Regions from separate parts of the Mus musculus genome. Here region 2 is linked to region 1. Evidence: chromatin contacts called from public HiChIP or PLAC-seq data. All regions are on one chromosome and are shown on one strand. The core of a region is the stretch at or near the end of the contact, and the rest is flanking DNA. Distances in the headings are between cores, read along the strand shown.

Region 1 (6,739 bases), core at 2,388-4,887:
GGGTCTTCTGGGAGGGCTGCAAGTGCTCTTAGCCACCGAGCCACTGCCACTGATCTGCCTTCACTCCCATGAGCTGATTTGTTTGTTTGTTCTTTTGAGACAGGGTGTATGTAGCCCTGGCTGTCCTGAAACTCACCACCATCTGCTTACTTCTGGAGTGCTGGGATTAAAGGCATTTGTCATCATGCCCCGCCATAGGATTTTTAAAAAAGATTTATTTTATGTGATGAGTACACTGTAGCTGTCTTCAGACACACCAGAAGAAGGCATTGGATCCCATTACAGATGGTTGCAAGCTACAAGGTGGTTGCCAGGACTTGAACTCAGGACCTCTGGAAGAACAATCAGTGCGCTTAACTGCTGAGCCATCTCTCCAGCCAATACATAGAGTTCTTAATGTTAACTTTTTAATTGTTGTTAATATGTTTTTATTTTGTGCAGAAAATGTTATATTAGAAAGGAGACTCGAATTTGAATGCTGACTCTATAATTTAATAAATAGATAGGCCACAGCTTGGTATAGTGATACATGCCTGGAATCCTAGCACTCAAGAGGCTGAGGTAGAATAAGAGTTTCATACCTACCTGGGATATATACTCTTGTCTAAAAGCCAGGCTGGCAGTGGTGGTGCACCTCTTTAATCCCAACACTCAGGAGGCAGAGTCAGGCATCCCAGAGTTCAAGGCTAGCCTGGTCTACAGAGTTCCAGGACAGCCAGGGCTACATAGAAAGTCTGCCTTGAAAAAACAAAACCACAAAACCACCAAAACAACAGAAAAGTGTCAAGTTATGCCATCGTCCTTGTTCTCAATATATTAATCTATAAAACAGAGATTGTACTTTTCCCCAAGACTTGTTGGGGGAATTAAAGTTAATATACTGTCTGTGCAATAATGCTGAGAAGACTGAAATCCATCCAAGGTCTGATGTGCTCTTCCTGACTGTTGTCAGATGTGTGTGAAGAAGTTCTCAGGAGAGACATCACTGATCCTTACCTAGCATTCCACAGCATGAGTTACAGAACTTGCCTCTTCTACTAAGCCAGGTTCTAAAAGGTAAATACTACCTTTGCTTCCATTTTCCCGTGGCTCTTAACCACTGAGTCATCTCTGTAGCCTCAGACCTGCTGTTGAGATAGCTCTTAGTTCTGGCTGGGTTGGAATTCTCCAGATCGACTAGGCTGGCCTTGAACCTGAAGTGATCTTCTTGACTTAGCCTCTAGAATGCTAGAATTACAGATGTGTGCCACATATAACTCCTATTGGACATCTTGAATGCAAATTCTTGAGAGAAACTGAGCCAGAAGTGCCTATTCTGCTCTTGAATGACTTGAGTCAGGATCTTAGGTATCATGGAAGTACCTTGCCTGTTTTGACTGTGACTTGGATTTTCCCACTTCTGAATGCTGGGGTCACAGCCACCAAAACCAGTAACTTAGTAATGGAGGATCTAACTCAGGGCTTCATCCATTCTAGGTAAACACCCTACCACATAGATTATATTTCAGCTGCTTTTTTTTTTCTTGGCCCATTGATACTGAGAGAGAACATTTATTGATTATACCAATAACTAGTATAGATTATACATTCCTTGAAAGTAAGGCTCATGTCTTAAACTTATTTTGCCTCAAACTATTGCATCAACTGCCCCTCCCATGAAAAGATCAGAACATACTAAAACAGCTGGGAGAAATGACTGGTAAAACTGACATTCCCCTTGACACTGAATGAGAAAATCATTAATCATTCTGAATATATTTTTTCCTTGAGGCTGAAGATTTCCCAGGGTGCTCACAGGTACTGTTTCTTATCATACTGGATTCTCTCTGAACTCTGTTCTCAACACTTAACATGGGGTAGGCTTCTTCTTCCTCTTCCTCTTCTTAATAATTTATTTTTATTTTATGTGCATTAGTGTTTTGTGTTGGATCCTCTGGAGCTGGAGTTACAGGCTGCTGTTAGCTGTTATGTGGGTGCTGGGAACTCAGGTCCTCTGGAAAAGCAGTGCCCTTAACCACCTTAATGACTGAGTTGTCTCTCCAGCAACTTCTTTTTAAAAAAAGATTTATTTATTTTATGTATATGAATACACTATTGCTGTCTTCAGACACACCAGAAGATGGCATCAGATTCCACTATGGATGGTTGTGAGCCACTATGTGGTTTCTGGGAATTGAACTCATTACCTCTGGAAGAGCAGCCAGTGCTCTTATAACCACCAAGTCATCTCTCTAGCTCCTCCCTTCCTCCTTCCATCCTCCTCCTCCTTTTTGGAGATAGGGTTTCCTTGTCTGTCATGGTACTTTCTATGTAGACCAGGATGGCCTTGACCTCACAGAGATCCACCAGCCTCTGCCTCCTGAGTGCTGGCATTAAAGTTGTGCACCACCACCACCCAGCTATCTGTATGCTATTTTTAATCAATTAAAATATCTTGGCATTGAAGGTTGTGAGACAGCTAAACAGGTAAAGGCACATTGTTGCCAAGCCTGATAGCCTTCGTTCAAACCTTAGGACCCACATAGTGGAAGGAGAAAACTGATTCCTACAAGTTGTCATCTGACTTCCTCATGTGCACCATGGCATGTGTGTACCCCGTACAAAAAAAAAAATGGAGAAAAAAAAGATACTGGCTTTTGCTGGGGAACTCACGCACTGCCTCCCTTCTCCCCACCAAATTAAAAAAAAAATATGCAGGCATTTCCTGATTGTCAGGTGAGAGATTACCTCACTGCTAATCTAGAATCTGTGGACAGCCCAGAGTCTGTGCTTAGGAAAGCTTTCCAAAATTCTCTATGGCTGGTACCCACAGTTTAGAAGTATCAGATCTCCTAGAACTGGGTTAAAAATGGTTGTGAGCTATCATGAGGGGAGCTGGACCCAGGTCCTCAATTAAGAACCATCGAACCGTCAGTCCAGCCCCAGATTAAAAAAATACTGAATTTTTGTGTACATGCATGTATGTATACATGTGGGTGTAGGGATACCATGGCACACTGTATGGAGATCAGCGGACAACCTGTGGGAATAGGTTCTCTTCTTCGAACATGCGTGTCCCAGGGATCAAATTCAGCCTTCCAGGTTTGGCAGCAAGTGCCTTTTACTCACTGGCCCTTTTTGAGTCTCACATAGCTTAAACTGGTCTTGAACTCCAGATCCTTATGTCTCTACTTCTCAAATGCTGGGATTGCATGCATGTTTCACTAAGCCTGACTTTCCCAGATTTTCTTGGTGTCCCTGGTGCTTCCTTAGCTAGATACCAGAAGCTGACAGGTCTTATGGTATGTATTCCAATTTCTCTTTGCCCTTCTCTCCCTCCCTGTTTTGTCCCTCTTTTAAATACAAGATTTCACATATCCTAGGCTAGCCTCCAGCTTGTTATTTAGCCAAAGACAACCTTAACTTTTATCTTCCCTCATCTCCCAAGTGCTAGGATTACAGATATGTGCTATCATGTCTAGTTTATGGGGTGCTGGGGATTGAACCCAAGGCTTTATGTATGTGAAACAAAAGCTCTACCAACTAAGCTCTGGCCCAGCCCAGCCTAACAGGGCATCATTTCTAAGAAAGGGAAGGAAGAAAAAGGAGGTATGGGTGTGTTAGGACGAACATACTGCAAAACCTCAAGAGTACCCTGCTTATGCCTCTCTCAGGCCACTTAGATTTGAATGCCACCTGCTGGACACCATGGAGCTCCACAGCCATGTCTCATTGGAACTTTTTTTTTTTTTTTAAAGATTTTAAAACTTATCTTACATGTTTCATTTGCATGTATGTGTGTGTACCACATGAGTGCTTAGTGGCCTTAGAAGTCAGAATAGGGTACCCAACCCCTGGGAACTGAAGTTACAGATGGTTGTGAACCACCATGTGGGTGGTAGGACTCAAATCTGAGTTCTGGGGCTGGTGAGATGGCTCAGTGAGTAAGAGCACCCGACTGCTCTTCCGAAGGTCTGGAGTTCAAATCCCAGCAACCACATGGTGGCTCACAACCATCCTAACGAGATCTGACTCCCTCTTCTGGAGTGTCTGAAGACAGCTACAGTGTACTTACATATAAATAAATAAATCTTAAGAGTAACCAGAGCCGTCTCTTCATCCCAGAACTTCACCTTTGTTACAGAGTTAAATTCTTCCTTTTAGTTGAGGTGATTTTTTTTCTCTCGTGAGTTATCTTTTCAGGGAGACTTCATGTATTTTTCCCCTTACAGGTTGCCTTTTTCCAATGAAAACTTTTTTTTTTTTCCTCCTAAGGCTGGATAAAGTGTTTCACAGTTCCTTGATTCAGGGTCCCCAGGGTGACTGGAGTCAACTTTGGGAAAACAAACTCAAAACAATACAGAGCATTGTGTGTGTGTGTGTGTGTGTGTTTATTCTCCACAAAGTAAGCAAGACATTCAGAGGCACTGGGTATGTAGCCTAATTCAATTTAATTTGGATGTTATTAGGAAATAGTATCAGATAATTCCTTTGGCTGTTTTTTTTTTGTTTTTTTTTGTTTTTTTGACCAACTGCCTACAAAGTAAGATTCCTACAACCCCCATTTCTGGGTTAATGTGCCTGGGTGGCTCCCCAACCTCTAGGAAACACATTTACTAGTTTGTCATAAAGAATATAAAAGAATACAGAGAGATGTGCAGGAGAGTGAAGCACAGTTGAAGGGCTAACAAGTTTCCATGTCCTGGGTGTTACATACTATTCTCCAGGTCTGTTATCTTCCAGAAATCTGATCAGCTACTACCCAAGTTCTCCAAGTCCCATCCTGTGTGGTCTTATGAAGACTTATGTGTTTCCAACCCTAACAAGACCAGGTGAGACACTCATGAAGGCCTGTCTGCTTTTGCAGTCTTCTTGACCTCCATACAACATTCCTCCTTCTGGGTTTGGGCAGACATTTCTGGAATGACGTAAAGGGCAGGTCAGAGAATTTCTTCATGTCTAGCTCTAGGACAGAAAGGTAGGGAAAGACTACAGTTCCTATGACCTGCTTTGGGGGAAAATTATAATTTTTATAGCTTTCCTTTGATGGGTAGTGGTGGTGGTGGAAAGTTATCAGCCAGGAGCTCCAAATAAAATCCAAAAAAGTATCTATCATACAATTACATCCTCCTACTGCCAACAGGAAGCAGTTGGGTAGATGAAACAAACCACAAGCCTCCTTGGGTAGGAAGAAGGTATTACCTTCATTGGCTCTCTACCTGATTCAAATATAGGGAACTGGAGGTGCTGTCTACTGTTCATGGTCCCTGTTCATTTAGCAGAGATTAACACCACTAGGTCCCATTAAGTCATTTAGTTAATGGAAACTGGATTGTCCATGAAACTGGGTTGCATCTTCAGAAGGGAAAGTCATTTGTGAGTTAGGAGTTCTGAAATAAATCCTTTATTGTTGAAGTAGGGATGGGTTCAATCCCTACCACCACATAAACCAGGTATTGTGTCTTACTCCTGTAATGTCAGCACTATAGAGGTGGAGGCAGGGGGACTAGGAATTCATGGTCTTCAGGTCTTCTATCTTTAATCACTACTACACTATACTGTTTACTTGTAATTCTTAGTCTGTGGATTTTTCATAAAATTAAAAAAAAAAGTATTTGAGTTCAAAGCCAGCCTGGTTACATAGTGATTTCCCAGACAACCAGTACTAAAATTATGTGTTAAAGGCATTTTGCCTGCACTTACATCTGTGCACCACTTTTTTGATTTTTTTGAGACAGGGATTCTCTATGTAGTCCTGGCTCTCCTGGACCAGGCTGGCCTCAAATTCAAAGATCTGCCTACTCCTGCCTCCTAAGGGCTGGTATTGAAGATGTGTAGCACTTTCATGCCTGGTGCTCCAGGAGGCCAAAAGAAGGTGTTGGATCTGGAATTATAGTTAGTAGCCACCATGTGGGTGCCAGGAGTCAAACCCAGGTTCTCTGGTATATAAGCCAGTGCTGCTACTGTTAAGTCCTCCTTCAGTTTCCAGTATCTTAACTTTAAAAACATTTTTTTTTAAATTACTCATGTGTATAGGCCTGTGTTCAGGAGCTCTAGTGTTTGGGGATACCAGAGGTACAGAAACCCCTAAACTGGAGTTATAGGTGGTACTGAACTTCTTGGTCTTTCTTCTCTCCAGACCAAGTTTGTGGACTTTTAAAGGACTAAAGATATAATCATCTTCCTTGTGAATGTCTAAAAAGCCTTTTTTTTGGTAGTGATTTTAGAAACTCTTTTGCCTATACCATGAGGTGTACTGTGAGAGATGGATTTTTGAATGTGGCTTCCACATACTTTGATTCAGGACCTGGACATATGCCCAGGTCTCTGCATTTTAAAATAAGCATTTACAACAATTATGATGGAGGTGATAGGTACTTGGAAGATGCTTCCAGAACACTGACACTGACTATAAAAGGCCTGAGGGGAGGGCTGTAACTAAAACAGATCTTCATGTGTACATCTCACTTTATTTAGCTTGTCAGAGCCACAGCTCTCACATGGGTTGGTATCATCTTTCCCTGAACTAAACCCTCAGTCATTTTCCTGTAGCAAGGGGAGGCAAGCCCTAGCCCGTGTGTTACATACTCAGGAAGAGTATGTTATATGTTATTTCCTAACCTAAAACACTTCTGTGCAAGGGTTTGGCTGAAGGCCGTATGAACTGACATACCAGCTTTTTGCAGTTTTCATCAGAGAAGGCTTGTATGAAGCAGGGAGTAAGGGGAGAGGTACCCAGTGACTATGCTCAATTGATGTG
Region 2 (6,739 bases), core at 2,025-4,524, 150 kb after region 1:
ACTCCAGTCCACCCCTGAAGCAGACATTAACCCTTTGTGGGCTCATACCTGTCTTCAGAAGGCCTCCCTCAGGTTCATCCACCATGAAGGAAGGGCTGAGTGCACCATTCCCCTGGCCACCACGGTCCCTCAATACTCTAAGGTTTCACTAGCCTTGGACACAATGGCTTTTTAATTGGCCAGGAATAGGGGAAGTGGTCCTAATGGTGAACAGGACTTGAGGAGGTAGAATCCTGGCCAGCCCCAGGGGAAATGATCATATAAAGCAGACCGGTGGCATGAGTTCCAACTGAATGCCCCCCTCCTGCTGCTGGCTTTTCTTCCTGTCCTGCTATCTATTAAGCTGATTGTTGCTGAATCCTATAGACTCTTAGGATGTGTAGTTTTTCCTTTTCTGGGGAAGGTTTGGAAGAGAGAGGCATCACATGGGTAGAGCTCCTGCTGTTCTCTCAGGGCTGTGGGTAGATAAAGCTAGCAGTCCTGGGGAAGCAGGGTCCAGTGAGGACGCAACGGATCAGATTTAGATCTGTTCATATTTGTCTCTTGTCATCATCAGCATTGGCAGTGGTGGCTGGAGGTGACAAGATACCTAGAAAGTGGGAATAGTAGGAAGGACTGTTTGAGCCAGAGAGGGGGCTCTTTCCAAAGAAAGAAACAGCATGTATGGAACAGAGTGACTTCTTGCTTCAGGGAAAACTAGTGGCATCTGCTTTTAGTGACATTTCAAGGTCCCAGCAGAGCCAGACCTCTGTGTGTGTGTGTGTGTGTGTGAATACTGAATGTGAATTGTCTCTGGCTGCTCCTGGTACAAGATGCTTCGTGTATGTGGGAGTGGGACCATCCCTTTGATCCCTTACTTTCTTTCTGTTTTGGTGGGGGTGGGGTTGCCACTGGAGAGTAGTGGAAGTGACTGAGACTGTGGAAGGGGTATCAGTGACTTGATGCAGTACCTGTATTGGGAACCCAAGGAGCCCATGACCAAAGGTCAGCAGGGCTCTGAGGTTGGACAGACTCTTACTTACCTTACTTAACAGACTCCCCCAACCCCCAACCCCAGACAGGGATTTGAAGCACTCTGAGTCTTTGAGAATTGTGGTGTTGAGGCAGGAGGCAGGAGGCAGGAGGCAGGAGGCAGGAGGCAGGAGGCAGGAGGCAGGAGGCAGGAGGCAGGAGGCAGGAGGAGACTCCCTGGATCCCAAGAGAGATGGCTCTTTTCTGTTTCTGCCCCTACCTAACCTAGCTCTCAAGGACATCTGAAGGTTGTGGAGGAGGGCTGTCCCCACACTCTGCTGTACACTTAGCTTCCCACTTTTTCTTCACCCTCCCACTTCCACCCCATGGAAGTTGGGGTAGGAGCTCCTGCTATGTTTGGTGCTTTTGCCTACATACTTGGTAACAGCAGGAAGAACCGGGGCAAACTTTCAGAGCCAGGAGACAGATTTCTGAAGACTAGAAAAGAGCAGACAGAGTCCCAGCTTTTCTCTCACTTTGACTCCCCAACACTGTCATGTGCCCTCTTGTGTTCCCTTGTCCCCAGCTCTGTAAACCAGCTGGCCAGCCCTCCTTCAAACCCCCTTTTTTTTTTTTTTTTTAGATTTATTTATTTATTATATGTAAGTACACTGTAGCTGTCTTCAGACACTCCAGAAGAGGGAGTCAGATCTTGTTACGGATGGTTGTGAGCCACCATGTGGTTGCTGGGATTTGAACTCTGGACCTTCGGAAGAGCAGTCGGGTGCTCTAACCCACTGAGCCATCTCACCAGCCCCTTCAAACCCCTTTGACACCAAACAGAAGCAGGTGTCAGGTCCTGTCTGCCATTGGGAGGCAGATCTCAGAACCTCTGGCTCCCACAGTCTCCACTTCTGGGCCTGCTTTCCTGTTTCAAAAGTCGTCTGAGCCAATCTGCTGTTTCTGGGCATAGGCATAGTCCATAGAAACAGTCTTCATTCTCCTCATCTCATGTGTGTGAGGTCTCAAACTCCCTCTCCAGCCCCTTGGTCCCCAGGTAGGGAGAGGAGAAGCTGGGTACCTGCTCCTCCCTGGATCTGAGAAGTAGAAGTTTCAAAGTGTACACCTGCTGGGTCCCTTTTCATCCACACCCAATTCTATGAATCGGCTCTAGCAATGTGGAAACCTTTTTCTCCTGCTCATCCCCAGAGGTCTGATTCTTTCAGGTGGAGAGCTTGACAGTGAGTGGCTGGGGGCAGGAGTCCTGGGGAGCTGGATGCTCTTGGGGAGGGATGGTCTTCACAATCCAGGGAATGCAAAAGAAGGCAGGCTGCAGATAGTAGCCCCTTCCATACGCTCACTGACGCTGACACACACTGCTCACTCACACACTGCCGCCTCTGCCAGGCTGCTCAGAGCTAAAAATAGGCCAGGCCAGGAGGCTGGGCCAGGGCCCTGCACTCCCACCCGATGAGCCAAGCTTTCTTGGTGGCTTGCTCGTGGCTAAGCTTGGACCCCAGGCCCAGACGCTCCAGATCGCCGCGCTGCGCCCCGCATCTCACCCCCACTCCCTACTCCATAGGGCAGAGTTATACCCAGGTCCCACGTGCTCTGACTTGCAGAAGGGAACATCAGCTTGCAGACCCCTCCACCCTCCCCCGTCCTTGCTCTAAAACTCCTCCATAGCTGTTCTCATCCCTTTGGGTGCCACACTCAGCCTCCAGATGACACGGAGGGGAGGAGAGCTGTCTCTTCTGCTCACTCGCCGCCCCCCGCCCGCAACATCCTCCCGGCAGTACCCTTCAGCTTACCAATGCCACTTAGCCGGGAAACTCTGGGGGTTGACTGGGTGTGAGGGGCTGTAAGGTCGCCAGTGAGGGAGGAGGGGTCGTGTCCCTATGGCTGGGCTGGGAGTGAACGATGCTCTTGGAGACACCCGCCACAGGGACCCATACTGGTGACCGAGGTGTGGCCTCGCTGTTGGGGGAGGGTATGGAGACCCCCATAAACTGGGCGAGTGCGTTCCTGAAGAGGTGTGGTGCCGCGCTGGGGCAAGGCAGGGATTCAAGTCTCACGGCCAGGTCCCCAGTCCTTCGCCGAGTCCTGCTGCCCCGCCCTGCCTGTACCTGCTCCGCCGCCTCCGGGTCCAGGTGAGGCTCCAGCAGCGGGACCGTAAACTGGATCTTCCGTGGGCTGTTGTCGGGCTCCATGGCTCCCGGTCAGGCAGCGGCGGACCTCGGGCTGGGGCGGGCGCGCTCCCTCTCTGTTGCGCTCCGGCCCTGGCCCCAGCCCGGCGCTCGGCTTGCAGCTCCTGGCTCGGCGCGCCCCGCTCCGCTTGGGGACTGTGTTGTTGCGGATTGGCTCGTCACCGTCCCTCCCGGCCCCCTCCTCCCCCAGTCCCGAGCCTTAACCCCGTCGTGGCTGTGCTGGCGGCTGTGCAGGTCGCCGCCCCTCAAGCTAAGGATCCAGACCCCGGTTGGTCGCTGTCCTAGACCACCCGCGGGCCGGCATCCAGGTATTTTAGAATTCTGGGCAGGGGGTGGGTGTGGAAAGGTTTTATCAAGAACTTCTTCAAGCTGGTGCAGGTTTCATGGTCTGGAAAAAAGAAAGGACACAGCTCCAGAGGTAGATTATGTTTATGATCTAAAGGAGATTTCACAAAGAGAAAAGATTGAAAGGAGATTTAGGTACACAGCAGGAGGGATTAAAGTTAGACTGGGAGGGAACTTCCCCTTGAGGCCAATTACTAGAGTGGATGTGAAAACTTTGAGGGCAGGTGCGAGCTTTGGCTACTGTTCAGGGAACACTCCTGGACAAGAGAGAGAAGAGGGGAAGCTCTCAGAGAGTCGGCAGAGTAAGACTCTTTGGAGTGTGAGTGGACCAAGGGCTTGGGGAGAGGGCCATTTAGGGTAAAGAAGAAGCCATGGAGGTGAAAGCCAATCCTGCTTGTGAAATAGATTTCACTTTCTGCTTGCTACATTGTGAGCTGCAAAGTAGGTGAAAGGCCTTTAAGGGGATTACAGGGATGGGGATGGGGAGTGGAGGACACCCCACCGGGGTGGCCTGTTTACAGATGGCTGGTGTCCACTTTCACTGTTGGCAGGACAATGAAAATGCTCTGCCCTGCTCTGTCGTGACTATTGGCATGGAAGTTAGACTACTAGAAGAACTTACTGGGTTGGTATGGGATCAACATGCCACTCGGTACTAACCAGTGAAGGCGACAGGATATTCATAGGAACTGAAGTGCTCTGTACTAGGGTTAGGGTCACTAGACAGAGAGAGGTGGGTGCTGGAGAGGTGGAAGGGTTCCTAATGTATTCAGGAGGCACAGTGGAACTGAGATAGAGAAGGAGAAGGCCTATAGTGCTGAAGGGGGGGTATGGAAGTACGGGGAGATCAGTTTCTTTGTAGTCTTAAACTGAACAGAGGGCAGGGTCTATCTAGGTTTAAGCTTGGCTCCAGGGGAATGGGGCCTTGGTCATCCCCCACTCTAGGGGGCAGCTTTAAACCTCAGTCTGGAGTTCTCTGGTGTGTTTTCCATGGCCCCTTCCCCTCTTCCCTCCAAAAATAGCCCCACCCTCACCCCCTTCCTCCCCTAGGGATCCTTTTACACAGCAGACAGGCTCAGCTTTCTCCAGGGCAAGGCCAGGTTGCAGCCACTCAGCAGCCCTGAAGGTTCTATAGCCAGTTGCTCCTCCATTTGCTGTTGAAGTAATGGGACTCTGGGAATGCTTCTCCCAGCCTTTTTGCTCTGTTTGGATAGTAGGGAAAATGTTCAGTGTCCCTGGATCCCAATGTCTGTTTACCCACATCCCAGTGCAATGTGCACGGAGAGGTGATGAATCAATAATATGGGAGACAGGGCAGACGGTGTCTTAGGGCTGGGCCATTATTTTCCTTCTCTTTGCTTCTCCCTCCCACACATACACTTAGGGGCATAGTGCTTCTAGAGAGGGACATTCTCTATCCTCTTGGCCAGGCCTGGATGACCTGAAGGGACAGTCCCCACCCCTGATTCAGGAGCTCAGCCCCCATCTTCTTTGTAGTGTTAGAATTTCCATGTTTCATAGCTGAGGATCCGTGGAGCAAGGGACCTGACACAGAGGCAGGCCACATCTAAGGTAGTGCTGGGGGGAATACTGGCTTGTTTCATGTAGAATTCCAGCTTGAAGGCTTCTCTATTTGGGCTGTTATGAGATTCCACTATTATGGGGTAGTCCAGTTTGCTTAGATTTCTTCCATGTTCCTTTATTTCTCTCAAATTTCAGCCCTGGGATTCCCTTCTCAACCCCCCAGATTCTGACTTTCCTTGATCTGAAAGTTCCAGGCTAGGTGGGGGCCAAGAGATACTTAGGGGAGATGAAAAGAGGGGTCTTGAGAGCAGCTGGAGAGGAGTGGTGGTTGAATATAGTGGGTTGGGAGAGGTGGTGGTTAGAGAAGAGAGCCCGTGGAAAGATAACTACCTGGCACAAGGATAAAGGGCTGACTGGCAGGTGGGAGGTGGAATGGGCCCCAGCACAGCTTTTGCAGGCCAAGTGGAGGGGTGACTGTGATGGTGTGTGCATGTCGTTTTGACCTTTATTTATGCCCTGAGCTGAGTGAGTAGCTGTGAGCACCTGTTACGCATGTGGGAAGCAGAGAGGATTGCATACACAGGTCTGGAGAGTTGCAGAGGCCTGTGCCTGCCTGGAGAGTAAGAGTGAACCTGTTTCTTTCCCTTTTCAAATGTGTCTATGTGAGCAGTGGCCAAGTGGTCACCCCTCTGCTGCAGCCCAGGTGGCAGAGCCATAACTACTCTAGGGCACCCTTATGGCTTATGAATATTTAAAGTTATAGGGATGTGACTTGGTGATGCCATTACCTAATGATCCACTCTCCCTGCTGTTTGTAGTCTTCCAGGTTAATGGACTGCACCTTGTTTTTGCTGATCTACCCTCCTTGCTCCATTAACTTCAGTGTTAATTTCACCAATCCCCACAACTAAGCCTGTGTGTGTGTGTGTGTGTGTGTGTGTGTGTGTGTGGGGTGGTGGTGGTCAACCAGGGTGCTGTAGAGAAATGGAGCCACCTAGGCTGGAATTTGGGAGGTCAAGTTCAAAACCTTCCTCTGCTACCAGTGCCCTGGGTGGCTCTGGGATCACTCTGCTCCCTTTTGGGAGTCAAGGCAGCCTGCAGATAGCTTCCTGTTCTAATGTTCGGTCTAAGGTGAGCAAGCCTCAGCCAGGAAGTCACAGGGTCAGGGTGAGAGGGAAGGACCTTGCCTTCAGCTTCCAGACACTTTGGCTTGGTCAGGCAGCAAAGTGCACTCCTGGGGGGGGGGTGGAGTGCATGGTGCTTGCACACTTGTCCACACAGTTGTTTGTACACACTTGCTTGTACAGTTCTGCAGAAGGAAGGCTAGCAGCTGCTTTTCACCCCCAAAGGAGCAACAAGCCCATCTGCATGGTTTCTTGGGAAGCCATGTGCTCATGCTAGGTGCTGCTGTTTCTTAAACCTTTCTAGAACCTCTTTTGGAACCACTTCAGAGCTTGTGGCCTATACTCTGAACATCCTCACCATGGCTTCTGACCTATGGAGTGACTTTGCTCTTTTGGAAAAATCCAGAGTTGTTAAGAATCTAGTCCTGTGAAGTAGGAATGTTGGAGAAGAGTAGTGGGTACCATTCTGGAGACTGTGATTCTGCAGGCTTCCCACATCTAAAGATATTAGATATCTGGAGATATTTCTAGAACCTATTGGAGGTACAAAAGTCCCATTGGCATGGATGCATGGTCTCTGTGATGAGC

What was found. HiChIP or PLAC-seq counts read pairs in DNA pulled down with a chosen protein or histone mark.
Region 2: an H3K4me3 HiChIP or PLAC-seq map of bone marrow-derived macrophages shows a contact between it and region 1, with 2.2 times the contacts expected there. The contact joins the promoter of Ppp1r1a here to the enhancer-like site in region 1. A contact is called at or near these places in 2 of 39 promoter capture datasets (cranial neural crest and frontonasal cranial neural crest), 1 of 484 Hi-C or Micro-C datasets (bone marrow-derived dendritic cells), 3 of 115 datasets of contacts at active chromatin or transcription factors (bone marrow-derived macrophages, embryonic stem cells and extraembryonic endoderm stem cells) and 1 of 9 other capture datasets (liver).

What each region holds. Positions count from the first base shown.
Region 1 is chr15:103,385,089-103,391,827 of GRCm38.p6, forward strand. No RefSeq gene overlaps it. Among named protein-coding and RNA genes, the nearest start is that of Itga5, 22 kb to the left of the region's middle. Within about 2 kb of position 3,638, at least 6 of the 459 cell types and tissues checked have an H3K27ac peak or open chromatin away from gene starts, as enhancers often do. A contact at or near this core is called in bone marrow-derived macrophages, where this site is marked.
Region 2 is chr15:103,534,718-103,541,456 of GRCm38.p6, forward strand. Ppp1r1a (protein phosphatase 1, regulatory inhibitor subunit 1A) reads right to left here and starts at 3,275. Exons shown (of 7, transcript NM_021391.3): 1 at 3,078-3,275. The coding sequence starts at 3,161.